Regions from separate parts of the Muntiacus reevesi genome. Here region 1 is linked to region 2. Evidence: chromatin contacts called from public Hi-C data. All regions are on one chromosome and are shown on one strand. Each heading gives the region's core, a stretch centred on a gene start, on an enhancer-like site or on the middle of the called end of the contact. The rest is flanking DNA. Distances are from core to core; before and after follow the strand shown. Region 1 holds the start of SCO2 (synthesis of cytochrome C oxidase 2). Region 2 holds the start of HDAC10 (histone deacetylase 10).

Evidence for each region. A called contact is a pair of places that touch in the nucleus more often than the background predicts.
Region 1: a contact with region 2 is called in a Hi-C map of muscle, with 3 times the contacts expected there. The contact joins the promoter of SCO2 here to the promoter of HDAC10 in region 2. A contact is called at or near these places in 2 of 3 Hi-C or Micro-C datasets (blood and muscle).

Annotation. Positions count from the first base shown.
Region 1 is chr1:63,190,318-63,196,821 of mMunRee1.1, forward strand. SCO2 (synthesis of cytochrome C oxidase 2) reads right to left here and starts at 3,753. Exons shown (of 2, transcript XM_065945981.1): 1 at 3,432-3,753; 2 at 1,895-2,705. The coding sequence starts at 2,695. The coding sequence ends at 1,895. It overlaps LOC136175798 (a long non-coding RNA gene), which reads left to right and starts at 3,882. Exons shown (of 4, transcript XR_010664458.1): 1 at 3,882-4,427; 2 at 5,080-6,017. It overlaps NCAPH2 (non-SMC condensin II complex subunit H2), which reads left to right. Exons shown (of 20, transcript XM_065945971.1): 12 at 34-141; 13 at 213-266; 14 at 410-480; 15 at 557-650; 16 at 739-807; 17 at 894-949; 18 at 1,032-1,163; 19 at 1,241-1,390; 20 at 1,457-1,605. The coding sequence ends at 1,597.
Region 2 is chr1:62,987,317-62,993,025 of mMunRee1.1, forward strand. It overlaps HDAC10 (histone deacetylase 10), which reads right to left and starts at 3,194. Exons shown (of 19, transcript XM_065924458.1): 1 at 2,030-3,194; 2 at 1,819-1,953; 3 at 1,427-1,625; 4 at 1,234-1,331; 5 at 1,050-1,154; 6 at 547-673; 7 at 327-392; 8 at 90-149; 9 at 1-14. The coding sequence starts at 2,088. MAPK12 (mitogen-activated protein kinase 12) reads right to left here. Exons shown (of 12, transcript XM_065945769.1): 12 at 4,206-4,750. The coding sequence ends at 4,671.

The sequences.
Region 1 (6,504 bases), core at 2,503-5,002, 200 kb after region 2:
GGTTGTGCTCCGGGACTGCCTGTCTGCCCCCAGGTAGGCCCTACTCTGTGCCCCCCCGCGTGGAGGAGGCGCCAGGACAGAAGCGTAAGAGGAAGGGTGCTGTCAAGCTGCAGGACTTCCACCAGTGGTACCTGGCTGCCTGTGCGTGGGGCCCGGGGCCGGGTGTGGCTGTGGGCCTCGGCTTGGCTCCTGCTGACCCTGTCTTTTTGCAGATGCCGACCACGCTGACAGCAGGAGGTCCCGGCGAAAGGGCCCCTCCTTCGCAGGTGAGCCTGGGGCCTGGGGCTCTTTGAGGGAGGCTGACCCCACACTGTACCGCCCTCCTCAGCCTGGGGAGGCCGGAGGCCGAGTGGCCTCGAGTGGGCTGGGGCAGGATGAGGGAGCCCCCTCATGAGGCTTGTGTGCGCAGACATGGAGGTTCTGTACTGGAAGCATGTGAAGGAGCAGCTGGAGACACTCCGGAAGATGCAGAGGAGGGAGGCAAGTACCGGCCACTCGGGACCCTGTGGGGCCTGGTGGGAGATAGCAGTGCCTCTGAGGGGCTCTCTCTGCACAGGCGGCTGAGCGATGGCTGCCAAGGGCTGAGCAGGGGCTGTGGCCCGTGGAGGAGGACCGCCTGGAGGACTCGGTGGAAGACCTGGGAGCCGCAGGTGGGGGCCTCCGGGGGCAGGCCGGGGTAGGGTTCAGTGCCCGCCGCAGCCTAACCGGCCTTTTGCTTGGGTGCTCCCTTCTCAGCAGATGACTTCCTAGAGCCCGAGGAGTACGCAGAACCTGAGGGGGCAGAGCCCGGGGACGATGCAGACATGGGTAGGTCTGGGAGTGGGCTGCAGGCCCAAGGGGCCCCCGAAGACGGGAGGAAGGAGAGAGTGAGGTTCACGGCCGCACTTTTGCAGAAGCGGAAGCCATGCCAGCATCTCTGCGCTATGAGGAGCTGGTCCAAAAGAATGTGGTAGGCCCAGGTCAGAGTGGGGGGAGCTGGGCAGGGTGGGGGCAGGCCCTGCACCAGCTGGTGGCCCCTGGTCCTCCCCCAGGAGCTCTTCGTCACCACCTCGAAGCAGGACGTCTTCATCACCACCTCGAGGCAGGAGCTCGTCCAGGAGACAGAGCTGAAGCAGCACATCAGGGGCTGGGAGGACGCTATCCAGACCCTGCTCCAGGAGCAGGTGAGGTGGGCCGGGTGGGGCCCCTGGCGGAGGATGGCGTCCCCGCGACCTGCCTTGAACCGGCCCCTCCCCCGCAGGAGGAGCACGTGCCCTTCGACATCCACACCTACGGGGACCAGGTGGTCTCCCGCTTCAGCCAGCTCAACCAGTGGTGCCCCTTCGCCAAGCTGGTGGCGGGCCAGCCTGCCTTCGAAGTGTGTCGCTCCATGCTGGCCTCCCTGCAGCTGGTGAGCAGCCTGGGAGTCCGGGAGGGAGGTGGTCCTGGGCCTCTGCTGACGCTTTGTGCCCCACAGGCCAACGACTACACAGTGGAGATCACCCAGCAGCCGGGACTGGAGGCGGCTGTGGATACCATGGCCCTGAGGCTGCTCACACACCAGAGGGCCCACAAGCGCTTCCAGACCTACGCCGCCCCCTCCACAGCGCAGCCCTGAGCGGGGGCGCTGCGGCCAGGGCTGGGCCCCAGAGCCCGGCCCCCGCGGATACCGCGTGCGCGTCTGCTCGGTTTGCTTTCCTTCCTGGCTGGCCCAGCCTAATAAAGTGTTGCCATCCCACCAGTCCCTTAAAAAACAAAAACCTTTACAGAACCGTTGTGTGTAGGGGAGATGGCTGTCTGTCCCCTGCACCCCAGGAAGCAACCAGGCCCCCAGCCCCCTTCCCGCCATGGCCTCAGGGGCTGCTGGTACAGATCTCCCGCACAGGGCTCCGTCACAGCCTTTTAATGACCCGGATTAGCACAGGACGCTGCGGAAGGCAGCCATGTGGCGCCGCACGCTGTCTGAGATCTGCTCGGCCGACCTGGCCCTGCTGTAGTAGTCCGTGAAGAGGCCGTCGGGGCTGAGCAGGTAGATGGCGACGGAGTGGTCCACGATGTAGTCCTGGTCTTGGTCCTTGGGGCCGGCGCTGTAGTACACGCGGTAGCTGCGGCTCACCTGAGCGATCTGGTCCGCGGAGCCAGTCAGGCCTAGCAGCCGTGGGTGGAAGTCCTGCACGTAGCGGGCCATGGCAGCCACGGTGTCCCGCTCGGGGTCCACGGTGATGAAGAGGGGCTGCACAGGGGGCAGGCCGGGCTCCGCCTCCAGCTGCCGCACCACCTGCACCAGCTTCTCCAGCTCGTCGGGGCAGATGTCAGGGCAGTGAGTGAAGCCGAAGTACAGCAGCACCCACTGGCCCCGGAAGTCAGCTTTGCAGCGCATCTGGCCCTGGTGGTCCAGTAGGCTGAAGTCGCCCTGGCCCACAGCAGCCTGCCGCAGGGCCTCTGTCCGCTGTTGCTGCTGCCACCGCTCCTTCTCGGCCCTCACGGCCAGCCAGGCCCCACCCAGTCCAGCCCCAATCAAGGCTGTGACGAGCAACCTGGTTCGCAGGCCAGGACCCTGGGGCTGGCCCTGCCTGCCTGTCTCTGCAGGGCTCGGCGTTGAGAAGAGCTGGTATCTCACATGCTGGGCCTTGCCTCCTGGGGTCCCAGGGAGGGCCAGAGGCTTGAGTTGAAAGAGCCTGTGCCAAGCTTTGGGAGCCCGAGTCAGCAGCAGCATGGACCTGATGCTTCTGGGAAGGAGCAAGAGTGTCAGGAGCCAGAAGTGACCCCATCATTCAAGAGATCCCTGACTCCACCTGAAGGACCAGCCCTACACAGGCTCTGCTGTCAGCAGCTGCTCACCTACCACTCACCTGGGCTCAACTGCCTCACCTCTGAAACCTCAAACTCCAGTTTAGGCATCGTCAAGCGTTCACTGCTTGTCCCTCTTGTTCTTTAGCCTGAGGGCCTCAGTCTCCCATCCCCCCCGGCCCTAGCAGCTCTTAACAGCTCAGTCGTCGCCTGTATCTGAAAGCATTCCATGCACACGCCTCAGCCGGATTCCTGGGCATATTTATCTGTTTGCAATAAACATCCATTTCTTGAGAGGAGGTGGGTGAATTTCTGGCTTCACCCTCCCAAGATCGCCGCCTCTGGCCCTTCTGAGGCCACTCCCGCCACAGTGCTCTAGCCCCTGGCCCCGCGGAAACCTTGCGCCACACACGCCGCAGACTGCAGCGCTCCGCCTGGCCCCTGGCCCCCAGCCCCCGCCAGCCTCTCGCACGTACACTTCCAACCTGCAGTCGGCCCGGAAGAAAAGGTTTCTACTTGCTTCGAGCCCACTCTTCACAGCCAGGTACCCGACGGCAGCTCTGAACTCATGTCCTGCCGCGGCTTCGGTGACCTCTGTGCCTTTCTCAGGGACCTCTGGAGGTTTGCCAGGTGGAGGTATTAGAACCGCCCCCCCCCCTCACCTGTTCAGGTGCTCCTGGGAGGACCCTCTCGAAGACTCCTAAACGTCCGGCCTCTGCCCGTCCGACAGTTCCTCGGCTGCACGACCTTGGACACGTCCCTTAGCCTGTTCACACCACCTTCCTCCCTTACAAAACGTGCTCCATGTTGTGCACAAGGTGAGCCTGCAAACCCAGACGTTTCCAGCCCTTCTCCTCCGGAAGCCCCTTTCACAGAAGCCTCCCGGAATGCGCCTCGCAGGTGCTCCCCCAGCGCCCCAGGGTCGGGGCGGCAAGTCTCGAGATGCTACCTGGGAGGCACCACGGGCCACCCGCCCAGCTCGACGTCAGCGCGCATGTGTCAACGACGCCGCGCTCGCGCAGACGGCCGTGTGCGCGTGCGCCAAAGGCGGAGGTCCGCCGGAAGTTACATAAAGAGGCGGGGCTTCCTCCGCGGTCCTGCCCTTCCGCCGTCGCCGCGTTTGCTCGGCGACGCCCCCAGTCGCCGGATGTGGTTCCCTGTCGCCGGGTGTGGTCTCCGCCCCGCTCCCTAGGCTGGCATGCCTGCGCGCGCACGGCTGCAAGCCTCTCGGGCTTCGTTGCTGCGTCCAGCGGGCGCGGGGGCAGAGGGCCGTGAGCAGTTGGGCCTGGGATGGGGTCTCCGGGTGTAGGGCTGAGCCGGGACGGGGGCACCTCTCTTCTTCCCCTCCCGGAGCGCGGTGACCCCCAGGCCGTCCAGGAGCAGCCCCGTTTCCTTACTCCAGGCTGCTGCCTACGGCGGGCTGTCCGTAGCGGTCAGAGCGGCGGCCCCGCGCCAACCTGCCGAGACTCGCCCCGCGTCCCTTCAAATTGCAGCCCCTGATGTACCCTCGATTGCCGGTTCCCTTGGAGAGGGAGTTACAGAAGGCTTGGGAGGGAGCGGGAGACACCTGGAGCGGCCGTGACTGACCTCAGCGGTGGGGGTCAGGAAGAGCTCGCTCGGCGGGAGGGCCCTGAGAGTTTCCCCAGACCCGGGAACAGGTCGGTCTTGCTCGGATAAAGGTTACCGGGTGGGAATGGAGTGGGGAGGCTGGATCTTGGTCGCGGCAGGGTAAGACTGGGCTGCTGAGATACTGAGGGTCAGGCTACCGAGTTAGAGAAGAGGATTCGGGCTACATTAATAGATCCGTGCCAACAGAGAGGCCACAGTCACACGGGGACCTCTGTGGAGAGGCTCCATAGGCTCCAGGGCCTGTGCCGGCTAGGGACTGCGGCCTCTCTGTACTTCTGCCTGCCATCTTTGCAGACGGGCTGTCCACTGCCTTCTTACTGAGGATGGGGGCTATGTGTGGGCGGCTAAGGGGTCTGCAGGTGATGGAGATCCTGGAGCTTCCTGGGAGATGTGGGGGAGGCTGACGCTCGGATCAGTCATGAGGGACCGGGGACCCTGAACATGGAAGGTCAAGTGCCCTGTGAGATGGGATGACAGGTGCATCAGTCAAGTCACCCTCTTGAGTGGGTGGTCAGGCATCCTGTTATGTGGGACACTGATGCTGGCTTTGGGTCAGATCACCTGTGGTTGTATGTTCATAGCTCAGGAGTCTTTAACACGCAGGAGGCAAACCCTGGTCAGGTCATCAGTGATGAATGGCCGGCTGTTGATGGTGGCTGTCACATCTCTTGCTTCCTCCAGGAACCCATCTGCAGGAACCAGCTTCCTGACCCACAGTACAGCACCAGCAGCCCACTCATTCCTGCAACCCTTGTATCTGGCCAACCTCCCCTGCAATAGGACTCCCGGTGACTCTCAGTTGCCTCTGATCAGTGACCCCATTACTGACCCTGACCAAGGACTCATCAGCAACCTTGACAGATGTCCAAAATCATGACCAATGACAGGACTGATTCTGATAAGTTCTCACTAGTGGCCCATCAAATATATGGATCAACATTCTATGACCCAGTAATGATTGATCAGAGGCCCATCGGTTATTTAGACCAAGTCCCTATTAGTGACTTTATCAAATTTCCATTGATGGTCTTGACCAAAGTCCAATGACCCATGAATAACTGATCAATATCCTCCCTAGTGATCCTTCAGAGATTCTGGCCTATGTTTTCCATCAATAACTGAGATCGATGACCAATTAGTATTCTGCCTGTACCTGCTCTGGTTTCTGGGTAACAATGAATTCATGAATAGACTAGTTTATACAAGGTACCCCCATGTACCCCATTATCACATCTGTTGCTAACTTATACAGGCTAGGCAAGGATGCTGAGTACACCTGCAAAGTCACCTCCCCACCCCCATATTTCTCCTCACCATCCCTGGTTAGGCCTCAGCTGGAGTTAAGCATTTACTGGTTTTTCCAGTAATTGTGTATGGATGTGAGAGTTAGACTATAAAGAAAGCTGAGCACTGAAAAATTGATGCTTTTGAGCTGTGGTGTTGGAGACGACTCTCGAGAGTCCCTTAGACAGCTAGGGGATCATAGCAGTCAATCCTAAAGGATATCAGTCCTGAATATTCATTGGAAGGACTGATGAAGCTGAAGCTCCAATACTTTGGCCACCTGATTCAAAGAACTGACTCATTGGAAAAGACCCTGATGCTGGGAAAGATTGAAGGTGAGAGGAGAAGGAGACAACAGAGGATGAGATGGTTGGATGGCATCACCAACTCGATACATAGGAGTTTGAGTAGGCTTCGGGACTTGGTGATGGACAGGGAAGCCTGTCATGCTGCAGTCCATGGGGTTACAGAGTTGGACACGACTGAGTGACTGAACTGAAGCTGAACTGAGCAGTGTAGTGGGTGTCCAGCTGAAGAGGGAATGGAAAATAAACTGTCCTGGTGCTTATTGCTAGGGTCACAAGTCTGGGGGGTGGAGGGAGAGGAGTACCCAACTCTTCTCTTGGGAGTCCTGTCTGGGGAACTGAAGAAGAAGCCGAATAACTTGGTCCTGTTATTGGGGGCTGAGGTGAAGGGAGATTCAGGTTCTGTCCTGGGGAGTGAGAAGCCTGGGTCCTGCCTTTGAGGGCTCTGTCTGGGCCAGGCTTAGGTCAGGACCTGCTGGTGGTGGTTTGCCTCTTTGAGGTCAGAGGTTCTGGCCTG
Region 2 (5,709 bases), core at 1,944-4,443:
GCCAGCATCTGCCCCTGCAGCCAGAGCCAGGCGTGAGGAGGGCCTGGCCCGGGGCCCAGAAGCCCTCTAAAGCCAGGCCAGGCCCTCACCTCGGGATCGCCGATGGCTGAGTCGAATCCTGCAGAGACTAGGACCAGCTCAGGGTCGAACTGCAGGCAGGGCCCGGTGGGAAGAGAAAGAAAAGCAGCTGGAGCAGAGGCAGAGGGGAGGCCCCTCCAGAGAGACCCTCCTAACCCCCAAGAGTCCTGTTCCACGCTGGTGGGGAGAGGGGAGCCTCTGGGCACCGAATACCCCTCCCCTCCTGCCTCCAACCCCTCCAGAGTCACCTCAAAGGCCAGGGGCAGCAGCACGTGCAGGAAGGCGGCCACGTAGTCGGCATTTCCCATCCCGACCTGCAGTCAAGAGGCGTCAGAGCAGCCCTGCCAGGAAGCACTGCAGGGTCTTCAACCCCAGGCCTGGCTTCTGGGGGTGGTTCTGGCTGCACGCCCAGGGCTACACACGGCTTAGGGGTAACGTAGACTGGGTGAGGGGGGTGGTGGCCAGTACCTGGTTCCAGGGCAGGTTAACAGTGAAGCCAAGGCCCCGCCCCCGTCCGACAGCATCAGCATCTGACTCCCGCAGATGCGGCCAGAAGTGTCCGTGCTCGTAGCGGTGCCAGGAGAAATAAAGGACGCTGCAACAGCCAGCCGGGGTCAAAGGTCAGAGGTCACCCCCCCCCCAGCCTCAGGGCTCCTGGCAGAACCCTGACCCCAGCCCCCAGCCGCTGAGCACACAGCTGTGTCTCCCCTCTCAGGCCAGGCTCAGCCTGAAAAGTGGGGTGGCAGGGAGCCCCCCGCTTACCTGGGGTCATCCTCGAAGATATACTGGATGCCCTGACCATGATGGACATCCCAGTCAACGATGAGGACCCTGGGACAGACAGTTCTGGGGTGATAAGGGTCAGGGCCTCCCACTCCTGGCCAGGAGCCAGGCCCAGGATGGGAAGAGGTCCCTCCGTCCCCGCTCCGCGTCTGGCCTGGGCCTTACCCTGCAGCCGGACTGACACAAACCTGCGCAACCCGTGCTGCTGCTGGGCGTGTTTGGCTGCTATGGCTACGTTGTTGAACACGCAGAATCCGTTGGCAGTAGCCCTCTGGCTGTGGTGTCCAGGAGGCCTGCGGGTGAGTGTGGGGCAGGTCAGGGTCACTGTGCCTTCACAGGGCCCCCAGCAGGTCGGGGGGGTGCCGCGCTCACCTCACCAGGGCGAGCCCGTTGCGCACAGCTCCCGTCAGCACCGCGTCCACCAGCTGCAGCGCAGCCCCCGCGGCCAGCCGGGCACAGTGGAAGGTACTCTGCGGGGGAGAGGTCCAGGTCAGCCCCCGGCCCCCCACTCCTCACAGGCTCGACCAAGGCCTGTGCCAGGTTACAAGGCACCATTCCCGGGTACCTGCAGTGGCAGCCAACAGGGCACAGCACATGGGAGTGCCGGCCGTGAACAGGCACAAGTACCGGATGTGTGACTGGGGGGCGGGTCAGCCAGGGCACGCACCGGATGGAGGTAGACGGCATCGTACTGCTTGGACAGGGCCTGGAGCTCCCTGGTGCCCAAGGCCTGGGTCCCCCGCAACAGCGCCACATACTCGGGGCTACAAAGAGGCAGGCAGGCAAGGCAGGGTCGCCAGGAGAAGCAGGTAGAGGAGAGAGGGACTGCCCGCCTCATTGCTCCTTCACCTACCCCCACAACGGGGAAACTGAGGCTTGGGGGGAGGCTCTATGTGCCGGAACAGCAGGCTTGGGCAGCCCCAGCCTTCTAGGGCCGTGGCCCGCCCCCCATCTGACCTGTGCACCAGGCCCAGCTCCGCCTCCGAGGCCTCGCGGGCTGCCAGTCGCAGACACCTTTGCTCCAGACCTTGCTGCTGCAGACACTCCAAGGCAGTGGTCAGGCGCTCAGGACACTCGATCTCACACTCAGGGCTGAGTGGACAGAGAGCTCAGCGTCCAGAGCCTCTGTCTTCACCCCCCACCTTTCCCTCTGCCAGGCCCCACATACTCGTCCCAGAGCAGCCGGGCGGCTGTCATGTCCTCGTGGTACACAAGTGCGGTCCCCATGGCCCGCCGGGGGTCACTGTAGGCCACTCAGGGTGGGCAGGACCCAACGATCCCGCTTACAGGCAGATCAGTGCGCCGCCCGCCCCTCGTGGCAACCCCAGGGAGCAGCCAGGGGAGCCACTGGGGCCTGGGCGGGATCTCAGGAAGCCCAGACGGGGAGGCCCCAGGTCCAGCTGGCGCCACAGCCAGGCCGGGGTCGCCCGGGTAGCTCCAGAGCCCTGGCTTCCGTCTCGTCCCACGTGGGGCTGCCCCAGTCCCCGCCCCGACGCAGCAGAGCGGGCCCAGGCCTGAGCCCCTCCGGCTCCGCGCGCCTCCCTTCCCGCCGGCGGCGGCTCCCCATCCCCCCTCCCCCTCCCCCGGCGCCGAGGGCGGGCTCTCTGCCTCGCGCCCTGCGGAAGTCGGAGCGGCCGGGTGCGGAGCCGGACGGCCAGAGTGCCCAAGCTCCGCGGGCTGTCGCGGCGGCGCCACGCGAGTCTGCGCCCCCCGCCCGGGGCCTCCTCCAGGCCAGCCCAGACCCCGCGCCGCGGCTCAGACACAGCGGTTGCCCACCGCCGCCCCGCGCTGCCCGAGGCCCGGCTGCGAGAGCGCAGGGAAAAGGGAAGGAGCGAGGCGATGAGGAGCCTCGCCCCGGGAAGGGGGCCAGGACTCAGGCCGAGAGGGCTGCAGCGCAGAGCTACGCCCCAGGCGCAAGAAGTGTCCGACTGAAGCTCCGGGAAGACCCCCGGCCGGAAAGCGGGGGACTCGGGGGCTCAGGACTGTGGCCGAGAAGCCGGACAGGCGCAGCACCGAGTGGGGAAAGCGAGGGAGGAGACCAACAGAGGGGTGTCTCCCGGCCTCAAACCGAGAGCTTCGGGGGACTGAGCCCGTGGGGGCGGGCTGTGGGCCGGGCCTGGAGGGCAGACTTTCTGAGGCGGTCTCGGGTCGGGGCGAGATGGCTGGGCCTGCGAGGGCTGGTCTCCGCGGCGGGAGATCTGGAGGCGGGGCAAGGGCCCGGGGCAGGCGTGCTCGCTCCCGTCCTCGGTTGCTGCAGCCGTACGGGGACGACCCCCACGGCGGGGCAGCTGTAGAGGGAGGCCTTGCACTGCCCCGCGGCCCTCGGCCTGCTCGAAACGCCCCCGTCCCGGTAGGGGTGCTTGCCGCGTGGGCCCCTGGCCGCCGCCGGCTGGGGAAGGCGTGCCCGCCCCGGAGCCAATCAGAGCAGCTCGGAAGCCGCGAGCCGACAGGCCGTCCCGCGCACGTGGTCGCCGAGGCGGGGCCCGCGGCCGCCCGCCCCGCGGAGATGGCTGAACGCTTGCGTCACAGACGCGGGCGGCCTGGGCGGACGGCGGTATCCACTGTGGTCACTTGTCTTGACCGTATATATTCGGCTGAACCAGCTGTGCGCGAGGCCGGGAGAAGGAAGACCGGCGGATCGCGCCTTGCGCGCACCTGCCTAGGGAAACTGGGGAGGAGCCCCAGGGTGGCCCCTGACCCGTCGGCGAGTCCTCTACGGCCAGCAGAGGGCGCCGCGGGCTCACCCGCGGCTGCAGGGTACTGCCGGGCCTGCGACAGGAAGCGGAGCGCAGAAACCACCTTCTGCTAAAGCTCAGGCGTCTCAGAGGCCCCTGAGAAGCCGCCAGCGTCTTGCATGACCCTCCCGCCCACGAATCTGGCCTTGGAGAGTGCGGGAACCCCAGATACCGGGGACTGACACCCGAGTTGGACCTTGACCCTCTCACCCCTGTCAGGCCCTGCCCTGCATCTGGCTCCAGGCTCTAAGCTTAGAGGAAGGAAATGGCAACCCACTCCAGTATTCTTGCCTGGAGAATCCCATGGACAGAGGAGCCTGGCGGGCTACAGTCCATGGGGTTGCAAGCGGTCGGACAGGACTGAGCAACTGACTACACAACCACCACCGCGCAAGAAGGCCGGGGCCAAACCCCGCCTCGGGGGCTCCAGGCCTGAGGCTCCCTGACACAGGTTGGGGGGTCAGCTTTGTGGCCGGGGAGGGAAGGGTTGCCCAGGCCCAGTGGCTCAGGGTGGGGAGAAACTCCCAGACCAGCCTCCTTATTCCAAACACAAACCTAAAGGTGGAGCTCCAGCCCAGGAATGAGAAAGTGAAGCAGAGTGTGACCTACAAAAGGGTTTATTTCCTCCAGCCGAGGGGCCACACCATGTGACCAATGTACATTCCAGGCTGGGGGTGAAGAAGCGTCCACACGAACACCCTCAGGAGACGCATCCCTGAGTCGGCATCCTGTCCTTCCTTCTCAGCACAGTTCAGAGAAGGCAGGGTCAGAGGCCAGGACTTGACCCCAAGTCCTGTCCCACCCCACTGGCTCTGAAGCTTCTGGTGCGTCCTGGGGACAGGGACCGCTGCTGGCAGGCTCAGAGCCCAGCCCCAGGTCAGGTGGGCATCCTGTCCAGAAAGTCCAGATGCTCCTCCAAGGTTAGGCTGAGATGGGGTCTGCGAGCAGAGGAACAGGCTTCCAAGAGAGGTTCCGTGGAGTACAGGGGCTCCCGAGACTCCAGCCTCAGCCAAGGTCACAGTGGCAGACGGGGTCTCCCGTCCAGGTGGAGCCCCAGCCAGGGCCCAGGCGTCTTCACAAGGCTGTCTCCTTGGAGACCTTGGCCCCCAGCTGCCGGGGAGGCTTGAAGCTGAGCACCTCTTTATATGTGACACCTGGGGCCAGAAGGACAGTCACAGGAGAAGGAGCCCACCACCCATCAGACAGCTCCACGGTGCATACCAAGCTACGACACCAGTGACCCAGACCAAGTGCTCGCCCGGGCCAGTGACAGCTCCTGAGATTCCACTCGGGGTGGGCATGGGGAAAACGCCCGGGCCCAGAGCACAGGTCACTGACCTCGGGGCTCACTGCCCCCTAAATTACAGTCAGAGATCACTGCCAGGGCTTAGGCACCAAGGGAGCTTCCCACATGTGCGAATCCATCTGTATCCATCCCCAGGGACTGTCCACCCTGACGGGACTCCTGTAGCCCACACACGCAGCCCCCAAAGTGGCTCTGGCCCCACAGCCTGCCTCAGTGAACAGAGGATGTTGCGGGCACATAAACCAATGTGTTCACTCAAGTGGAGCTACTCAGGGTCCCACCAGGGCCTTCCAGCTTCTGAATGCAGAACATCTATGAAGCCTCAAACGAGAGTGAAGTTCCCACTGAGCACCTGCATCTCGGGCTTCCTCGCCGGTCCCCATGTTCCCTGCACCATGCCCAGAGCGGGCGGTCCCTAGGGAGGGGGCGCTGCTCCACCTCTCCCAGCGTGCCCACACTCACCAGGCCGGCAGAGCGCCCGTCTGGGGGACCACTGGGGCTCCCGGAGCCCATTCAGAGGACCATGACTCAACAGCATGTGGTCTGTGTGGTTTGCCCAGTGAGTGGCACGGTTGTGTTCCCACCCGTGGGGTGACTCCCAGGCCATCCGTCTGACCTTCACGCAGGGCGGGGCCAAGCCACACGGGGATGGTCAGTGTGGAGAAGCCCTTGCTGAAAGGCTGGCCTTTCCCAGGGAGACAGGAAGTAATGAGCTTAAATACCTGACCGGGGCTTTAACCGCAAACATGGTCTGTAGTAAAAGCAAAAGTTCTTACTACAGTTTGGGGCGGGAACCACAGACAGGAT